Regions from separate parts of the Sus scrofa genome. Here region 2 is linked to region 1. The links are chromatin contacts, called in public HiChIP or PLAC-seq maps. All regions are on one chromosome and are shown on one strand. Each heading gives the region's core, a stretch centred on a gene start, on an enhancer-like site or on the middle of the called end of the contact. The rest is flanking DNA. Distances are from core to core; before and after follow the strand shown. Region 1 overlaps LOC100520091 (a long non-coding RNA gene). Region 2 overlaps DUSP10 (dual specificity protein phosphatase 10).

Region 1 (4,816 bases), core at 945-3,444:
TCAGATTTTTTAGAGACTTCTTTTATTACTTCTATTCTTAAATTCACTTTTTCCCACTTGGAGTTTTAGATATTTTTTCTCTTATTATCTTCTCGTTGTGGTTTTCTTCTTAAATACTCAATTTTTTTTCCAGCTTTCATTTATTTTTTGTATGTCTGAAAGGGAAGGCCTATACTGATATTTTTTCCCCTCAAAATTCTAACGGTTTTTGTACCACTGTACAAACAGTACGGATAAGCCCACGTTTCTCCATTGCACCTCGATGCCTGTTTTACCGTGTTTGGGAATCTCATGTATACAAATGAGTCTTCTGAGAGAAAGGTAATTTTTCTTCCTTTCAAACCACACAGCATCATGTATTTTGTCTTCCTTATATTTTTCTAAAAATGTGTCTGTGCTCTCGGTAAGACTGTGACCTTTCCAAGGGTATGGGGAATATGTGTGTGCCTCTGCCTAACCTTCTCTCCCATCTTCAGCCCTTCACTCACAATACACTGTTTGAGCTGGATTCTGAGATCACATACCAGAGACACACGCAAGGACAGAGGCAGGAAAAGGTAGATGCAGTAAAAATACTTTAGATGAAAGCAGAGTCAAGGCTGCTGGTCAGCACCCTTGACAGCTGTTCCACAGGACAGGGTAGAAGGCTGTGACGCCAGCTTCTATAAAGGGACGCCCTCACTAGGTAGTCCTGAATGGGGGCCCGTAGACCCTAAGCCCCGTGCCCTTCCCAGCCCTCCCCCCCACCCCACTTGTCTGGATCCCCCGACCTGAGCTTTCCCATCTGAATGAGAAGGACAGATCCATTTAGGACACCAGGCAGGAGGAAGCTCAGAGCCAGGCAGATGCCCTCATCAGCACAGCAATCACTCTTTCCCACCCTCTGTGTAACTAGGCTGCGGATCATTCCAGAACTCATCGATGTTCATTTTGAGCAGTAGAGGTGCAACGACAAACTGCCGTCCCAACCTTGGGATGACATCAGGTCTCTCACTCCTTGTGCCTTGTCCATGAACCAGTAGTCGTTGATTCCTTTGCTAGGGTCCTTTCTGTCCATAAATTTACATGCCTAGGTCATGTGTTATCTCAGGATGGACATATGTCACCCTTTCTAGCAAGAGGCATCTGAGCTATTAATAGTAGAACCAAATTCCTTCAGCCTTTGTAAACTCTGGGAGAAGATGCAATTGCATAACCTCGAGTCCCCTTATAAGAAGCCTGCTTGATGTCCCAAGTCCCAGAAAGGATAATCCCCACCAGGGCAGCTCAGGTGTCACTCTGCTCTTTCTCGGTTTCAGAAGGGATGACTGCAAATTGATGTCCTGCTCACTAAGGTCACTTAGAGTGAGCGTGAGGCCAAGAAGTGTAACCCTTCCTTGACCCCACTCCTTTGCCCTTGGAGGATGGGTAGTTATTGAATTGTCTTGAAAATACTACATCAGTCCACTGGAATTCGAAGAAAGCACGGTGGTTTAGAAGAATTAGTCCAGTGGGTCTGTGTTTGAATCCAGACTCTACTATATTGGGATACATGACTGAGTCTGGTTATCTAACCTCTCTGAGCCCGGGTCTCTGCATCCATTAAGCAGAATAACAACCATCTCATAGAGGTGTTGTTCAGACAAGTCCTATGTTTGCAGTGCCTGGCCCAGAGTAAGCTCTCAATACGACATGGCTATAATTAGGAGTGGAGTAAGCAGGGTTTATTTAGAGGTTCTTGGATGGTATGGGCAGAGATCAGTGAGGATGAGGATCGAGTTCTTCCCTGTGTGTTCTCTGGGGCACGGCCAGGGTGAGGACAGAGCTGCATATGGGCCATTAGATTGCTCCAGTGGTGGCACCTTCCTGGTAGTAGGAAGAGTTGGTACCGCAGTGGATGGTGAGAATTGTAGGCAACTGCTGTGCTGGAGAGCTGGGGCCTGGCCAGGTTTATGGGGCTCTTCCTGCACACCCCGCCTTGGTCAAAGTCCACCTCTTGCATATTCTTCCCTACAGGTGCAATACTGGTGGTGGACGCTGCTTGCAGTGTGACGGTAAGGTGCAAGCACACATGGTCCCATGTACTAGTGCCACCTGCTGTGGTGTTTCCCAGAGAAAAGAAGGGGGCAGCTCATGTCTGGGCACCTTGAGCCCTGGCTCCCCCTCCCTCCACCTGGAAAGAAGTGAAGAGCCATGTTTGGCCACTTGGCCTTACCTTTATTAATAGAAGCCTTGGTAACATCATCTGGGAGAAAAATAAAAGCCCTGGCAGAAGTGGGTATGTATTTTCAGATGACAGTTTATATTTAGACACTGGATTACGCCCCTTAGGAGACACGAAAGAAGAGGAAGCGAGACTGGGGCTGAGCATCTGGCCCGGACAAATGTCATCACTCAAAGAGATGGCGTTCAGCGCACGTGCACAGCAGAGTGGAGAAAAGTGGAAGACCCAGAGCTCGCCCGCCTCCGGCCCTCCGCACTGCCCGCGGTGCTGGGGGCACAGTCCCCAACATTAGGGCTGGACCAGCTGGGAGGGGGAGCCTGGCCACGGGGCACATTCATGGGCCAAAAACGTCCCTACTGGGCCAAGGAGTGACACGGACAAGGTGAAGTGAATGGATGGACACAGGGGCGTGAGGCCGAGCACGCCTCACCTCTGAGGTACACGTTGCCGTTTTGCTCCGAGGCCCTCTAAGGCCTCACGTCATCGTTTGAGGCAGAACTGGAGGCGGATGTGTTAACTTGGCACGCAGTTATCACCTGTCTGTGGAGGTGGTACAATCTGTTCTCGGATAATTTTTAAGTTAAAATTTTATTGTTGCTTCCTCTGAAGTCCATTAAGCACCATAAACACAAAAATGCTCCCCCCCCTTTTCTTCAGCTGCCTTCCTTGTGTTATCTCATTTTGTGCTCATAAGATCCATGTAAAAGTCGTTGAATAGCCCCAGACTTGTGAATATAAATGCTATTAATAGAATCATTGTAGACTTTTTTTTTTTAAATCCAGAGAAATGGTACTAAACATATTTTGAAAAACAGGAGTTCCCGTCCTGATGCAGCGGAAATGAATCCAACTAGGAACCATGAGGCTGTGGGTTCAATCCCTGGCCTTGCTGGGTGGGTTAAGGATCCGGTGTTGCTGTGAGCCGTGGTGTAGGCTGTAGATGCAGCTCGGATCTGGTATTGCTGTGGCTGTGGTATAGGCCGGCGGCTACAGCTCTGATTAGACCCCTAGCCTGGGAACCTCCCTATGCTGGGGGTGCGGCCCTGAAAAGACAAAAGACAAAAAAATAAATAAATCCACCCAGAGAAAACTACTTAATATTTTAGTGAACCTATTTCCATCATATTTCCATTCCTATTTTAAGTTGTTGAGCTGCTCTACATAAAATGCTGTGCCGTATTTTTTCAGCTAATCGTATACCATAAGTATTTACGATGCAAAAAAGTGGCTCAAATAGAAATAAGCTGGTAAGGGTTAGCTAGAGGCTGCCGTAAGCAGCTGAGAATGGTCCGAGTCAAGCTCATTTGTGCATTTTGGCATCACAGAGGCTCTTCCAAACACAGCAGGGGTGAAAAGATTAGTGCATCTGCTGGAAATTTGGGGTCAGTCATAAGCATGTAGTTAGGGAAAGTCATGTGAGGTTCAGCTTTACGCTCTGGAATCATGTCACCGTTTAAAGATGACATCAGGGCGTTCTGGGCTTATGCGCTCCTAACGACTTCCAGACCGAGTGCATTCCATGAATGGTCGGGAGGATGAAGCCTCTGGATGCTGCGGCCTGCAAAGCCCACCTGGGGCTGACTCACCCAGCTGGACTGCCTTTTTGCAGACATCGTGGTTCATCACAATATGGATATTATAACTGCAAAGGCCATAGATAGATACAGACAGACAGACAGACATAGATTCATAGATGGCGACATAGATACATAGAGACACCTGTCTATATCCATCTATCTCTATATCCGTATCTATCACTTTTCTGTATCATCTATCTATCTATCAGTCTATTTTTCTATCTAAGGGTTTCAGGGTAAGATGTTACAGCAACAAAATATCACCCCTGAGATCATCCTTGAGGGGACTTAGAGGAAAATTTTCATACACATATAACTGCATTCCCTGAGCTGAGAGCCTGTCCCTGTTGACCCAGGGCTCCTTCTCCTGCTGAACCATGGCTCATCACGGGGGCAGGTCCCGATCAGCCAGGCTGGCAGAGTATCAGCAGAAGCTGACTAGCATACCCAGAGCATTGGTCTCATCAGAATTCCAGGAGGCACCTCATTCTTGCTATAGGCAACTTAAAATCTGAGAATCATGAGAGATAATCATCAGACAAGATGGTGCTTGGACAAAAAAGGATCAAGTACATATTAAAAGTACCAATTAAAAGCCATTACTCTATGAGTTTCTTAAGTGAATGCTCTTCCAAGCCACTGGCATAGGTTGTTATTCCTTATGAATAACTAGTCATTGTACATTCACATGCTGTGCAACAGAGCGTCAAGTCCTAACTACTCCTTGCCTATGTCTTCATTGGAACAGCAATAAAAATAGCATCTCACCCATAGATGCCAAACTATAGCATAACCCAGGTCGTGATGATTAAGTAAATGAAACCATAAATCATAGAACAGTGACGGGCAGGTAATAAGCCATAATACACTTTAGCTGTTTTTATTGTTGAAGATAATAGGATTTGTTTATGGGTCTTACTGTTACAGGAATGGTATAAGAAGAGGCAAAGAAACACTGTCTACAAAAAATGAGCCTTTTGGGGTGTTCCTGTTGTGGCACAGTGGTAATGAACCCGACTAGTATCCACGAGGATGC
Region 2 (4,816 bases), core at 1,446-3,945, 120 kb before region 1:
TTTCTTAACAGACACACCAGCTATGTTAACACGTTTCACTTTTGAAAACCCTTTGAGTTCCTGTTGTGGCTCAGCGGGTTAAGACCCCAACTAGTAGCCATAAGGATGCCAGTTTGATCCCTGGCCCCACTCAGTGGGTTAAGGATCCAGTGTTGCCACAAGCTGTGGCTCGGATCCCGCACTGTTGTGGTGGCGGCCACAGCGCAACTGGACCCTAGCCTGGGAACTTCTATATGCTGCAGACGTAGCCATGAAAAAAAAAATAAATAAAAAATAATAGCTTTTTATCTGAGAGTAAGCCTCCCAGACCTTCAGAGACTTGAGTGATAGGCTGAAAATGCCCCTTTCTTCTCCCTCCACCCCCGTCAGGGTCCACTGGGAGGAGATGGATGGTAAACATATAAACACACAAATAAAAAGGTAATGATTAATGACGATAAAGGCCGTGAGATGCCCTTCGGTGCCTGGGTGCCATGAGGGGGGACTGATTCGATTGGGGTTCGGAGAAAAAAAGCTCTCTGGGCATGGGAGGGAGGGAGGTTTGGAGAAGTGGTGGAAGAGGGGGCCCCCGAGGACAGGCGAGGCAGAAAGAGCCACAGCAGGGCAAAGTGGGGACACCACTGAGATTGGGATGGCTCAAAGGGACAGTGACAGTGCGGAGGCAGAATGAGCGGAAGACGGGGCCCAGAGGAGGAAAGGAAACTGCAGAGGGTCTCTTAGGCCATTTAGCAGCTGGGTTTTACTCTAAATTCAGTGGGACGCTCCTGCATGGGCAGGAGCCTATAACACTTGATCGATATGAGTTTGAAAAGCATAAGGAGAGGAGTTCCTATCGTGACTCAGCAGTAATGAAGCATACTAGTATCCATGAGGATGCGGGTTTGATCCCTGGCCTCGCTCACTGGGTTAATGATCCTGCCTTGCTGCAAGCTGTGGTTTACGTCACAGACGTGGCTCAGATCGGGTGTTGCTGTGGCTGTGCTATAGGCTGGCAGTTGCAGCTCTGATTGGACCCCTAGCATTGGAACTTCCATATGCTGCAGGTGTGGCCCTAAAAAGACAAAAAAATAATAAAATAAAATAAGGAGAGAACGAGAGAGCCAGAAAAAAGTTACTTTATCAGAGGGTGTGATTTACCTATATTCCCCAACCTGGATGAAATTCATACCCTTTCTTGTGCAGAATTCATGTTTTGCACCTGCTATGGGACTGAATTCACATGCTGAAACCCTAACCCCTAAGGTATTTGGGGATGGGGGCCTTTGGAAGATGATTAGGTTTAATGAGGTCAGCAGGGTGGGGTCCTCACACTGAGGGTTAGTGCCCTCATAGGATGAGACACGGGAGAGCTTGGTCTCTCTCTCCCCGTCTCCTACTAAGCAAGAAGGTGGCCATCTGCAAGCCTGGAAGAGCACACCAGAACCTGTGCACCCAGCACGGTGACCTTGGACTTCCAGCCTCCAGAACACTGCGAAAATAAATGTTTGCTCTTGAAGCCACCCAGATCATGGTGGTTTGTTACAGCAGCCCCAACATACAAACAGGGAACCACTTTTAATACCCAGGCTAGCTTACTTGGTAGAAATACAAATTATAATTCTTACATTTGAAGAACCACACCAAACCTGTGGACTGCCTGAGAATCTGACCCTTGGGAGCCAACCCAACCTGATACCATGTCTGAAAGTCAAGCCAGAAATGGACCCGAGGTCAAGATGTGTTGGTGCCTAAAGGATGGGCATGCTCATAAGGGGCAAGCCCACAGAATCTTCCCAAACCTTCGTTTCACGAGCCAGCTGCAAGCCCAGGAGCCCCCTTCGTCCCAAAGACACAGGCCTCTTCATCAGTTACACCCTCCCTGCAGCATCTCCCTGGGGGGAAGAACAGCTTAGCTAGAGAATGTCTGGGTTTGGGGGCAGCCACTCAATACCATGTTAGGGTTGCAGCTCCTGTCTTCACCAAAAAGCTCAATACCAGGCAATCCATCAAGGAGGATTAAGGGAGGGGAGAAGAATCCATGAGATCATACTGGAAGGCTGGAGAGGGGAGCCTTTACCAGGAGAGTGCCATAAAACATGAAGCCATATGCCCCCCAAGGGCTCAAGCCAAGCTCTGCATGACTGTTTAATTCCGTGAAGAGAGGGAGAACATTCTTTGCTTTGCGGTGCCGGAGTTTAAATAGTGAAGCATTTTGCTAAACCAACAAACAGAGGAAAGCCAGGAAAGCCAGTCACTAAACAGGCCCCCTGAACAAAAGGAACACTCTTGCCTAATCATCCACCTCCCCCAAGGACCGACATTTATCTTAGACCCCAAATTAAACACATCACAACTTCACAGCAAAAGTATGTTTCCCAAGGGGATTTAAGTAGAGTCCAATTAAATAAATCTCTAGAAATATCAAGAGCAAGCCTCAAGAGAGAGCATATTTCTACCGTGAAACATTCCCATTGGAAATTACGTGCACAGAGGTCATCTGGAAACATCCATGGCAGGAGGAGGGGAGGGAGGGCAGGAAGCAGGGCAGGGTTATGGAAGGGTAGCCCAGATGGTCCCTGTACTGCACTGGCGCAGGGAAGCTCCCAGCAAAAACGGCATGTGCCTCCCGCCCACTGTGAATGAAAGCCCCATGTCCAAACAAACAGCTTTCATGACGATGTGTTTTAGTATCATCTGGAGGTCAAAGGGCGGTAGCTTAGGGAATTCAGGAAGTGGCAGGGGACAGGATCAAGTGTCAACATCAAAATGTGGATTGTTTTCCTGAATCAGAGTTTTCTGTTCACAAAAGGCACAGCAACACCTCCTCAAGTCACCGAGCGGAATTCTGTATTTGGCAAGAACATTCAGCAAGTCTGAGCATCAAGACTACACGGCCAGAAAGAGCAGGCGTGAACACTGCCCCACATAGAGATTTACCTGTCCAGCCCAGCCCCACGGTCAGACCCTCGAGGGATGGCTGAGATTGGAAAGGCCAGCCTGAAGCCAGGGGAGGCCTCTGCGCGCTGACAGATACACGTTTGTATCAAGTGAAAAGCGATCAAGCGATCGTGTCCCCAGAAATGTACCACCTTCTGGGATGAAGGGGAAGAAAAATCCACCAAGAGGCCAGTCGGGCTTGGAGTAGGTAGGCTTGGATCATAGCTTGTCAATGTGGACTTGAGGCTAAGTGGCAGGCCAGCCAAGCAACGGGTCAGTTCAACCTGGGACATGCGGAACGGGAGAGGTGACCTGGGATGAACCCCACGTCTGGCACAGTCAGATCTCCCAGCCACATCCCCTGGAAGCTATGCCTAACGTTGCTCAGGGGGCTGGAAGTCCTGACAGCAAGGACTCTGGGGACATAGCCCTACGGCCTGCACCGAGGTCCTACTGGGGACTGGTTTTGTGACCTCTCTTGCCACTTCTAGAAAATCAGGGGTTTGGATCTTCTGTGAATTTCTCCAGCTCCAGCAGGATGTGAATAAATTGTATATTGATGGACAGTGGAGAAGAAGAGCCCCTGTCCTAGGCCATGAGAGGCCAGGACCTGCCTCCCACCTCAGGGCCTTTGCACATGCTGTTCCCTTTTCGTGCAACCCCCTTCCCTACATCTTCACTAGGTGATTCAGACCTCAGCTCAAACAGGGTCCTCTCAGGAGGCTCTTCCGCAGTGTCCAAGGATAGCGACCCTGCTACTGCTCTTTAATTAATAGTGTGAAATTTTAGTTTCACGATCACTTATCAAAAACCACTTGTTACCTCCTTCATTTGTTTAGTGTTATTGTTAACATATGGACCCCAAGAAAGCCAGGCGATTCTCCGTCTTGGAGGAAGCGCAGCATCACTGCCCTGGGGCTCGGCTGGCCTCCGCCCCTTCCAGCCCGCTGATCTCGGCCACGTCCTCGCCTCCTGCACCCTAGCTTCCTCATGTGCAAAATAGGGCCAATAGCAGTACCAAGAGGCGCCCAGAGTCACTGCCAGGACTTAATAAGTTATGAACAGAACAGTTATGAACAGAAATGATAAGTAGTCACCACTCAGCACCTAGAGCTAGGCCTGGCTCGTACAGCAGGCACTCGATAAATGTTTCAAGGTTAAATCAACTTGGGAAGGACGTGACAAAGGGCCACCAGTCAGGTGTAAAGTATGTATTGTGTGTCGCTCAGCATAAGCCTAGGAATTTGGAAGTGTTAAAAAAATTGTTTAAATATATATAGTCTCTGAAGATAAATCTAATGGGAGAGGAGTTCCTGTTGTGGCTCAGCAGTAAGGAACCTGACGAGTATCTACAAGGATGCAGGTTCGAGCCCTGGCCTCACTCCGTGCGTTCAGGATGCAGCATTGCCACGAGCTGCAGCATAGTTTGCAGATGCAGCTCTGATCTGGTGTTGCTGTGGCTGCAGTAAACGTGGGCAGCTGCAGCTCTGATTCAGACCCTGGCCTGAGAACTTCTATATGCTGTGGGTGTGGCCCTAAAAAGAAAAAAAAAAAATCTAATGAGAGAAAAGGGTTGAAAGATCATTAAAGGAAACTTAACCAAAAACACCTGAAAGGATGTCATTCTGCTGTGACTCATGCAGGGCAGGTGCAGGGCCTGCCAGGAGAGTTTAGCAGGAAGGCTCCGAAATCTTGTCACTGCTGAGGCTGGAAAGGCTCATGGAGAAGAGGCAGCCTGCAGGAGTGACAGGCTTAAATGTGACAAACAGCCATGCCCGGCAGCGAGACCTGGGGTCCAAAACAATTCACACGTGGGGACCTTAACCCTTTCTCCACCTCCACGCCTCCTTCTAAGACACCCTATGTAAGAAGGGATGGAGAGACCCACGAAGGAGAAGAG

What was found. HiChIP or PLAC-seq counts read pairs in DNA pulled down with a chosen protein or histone mark.
Region 2: an H3K27ac HiChIP or PLAC-seq map of skeletal muscle shows a contact between it and region 1. The contact joins two enhancer-like sites. A contact is called at or near these places in 2 of 47 Hi-C or Micro-C datasets (embryonic fibroblasts and skeletal muscle) and 1 of 2 datasets of contacts at active chromatin or transcription factors (skeletal muscle).

What each region holds. Positions count from the first base shown.
Region 1 is chr10:11,002,602-11,007,417 of Sscrofa11.1, forward strand. All of the region lies in intron 3 of LOC100520091 (a long non-coding RNA gene), which reads right to left. Among named protein-coding and RNA genes, the nearest start is that of DUSP10, 99 kb to the left of the region's middle. Within about 2 kb of position 2,195, at least 5 of the 83 cell types and tissues checked have an H3K27ac peak or open chromatin away from gene starts, as enhancers often do. A contact at or near this core is called in skeletal muscle, where this site is marked.
Region 2 is chr10:10,881,551-10,886,366 of Sscrofa11.1, forward strand. All of the region lies in intron 2 of DUSP10 (dual specificity protein phosphatase 10), which reads right to left. Among named protein-coding and RNA genes, the nearest start is that of DUSP10, 22 kb to the right of the region's middle. Within about 2 kb of position 2,696, at least 9 of the 83 cell types and tissues checked have an H3K27ac peak or open chromatin away from gene starts, as enhancers often do. A contact at or near this core is called in skeletal muscle, where this site is marked.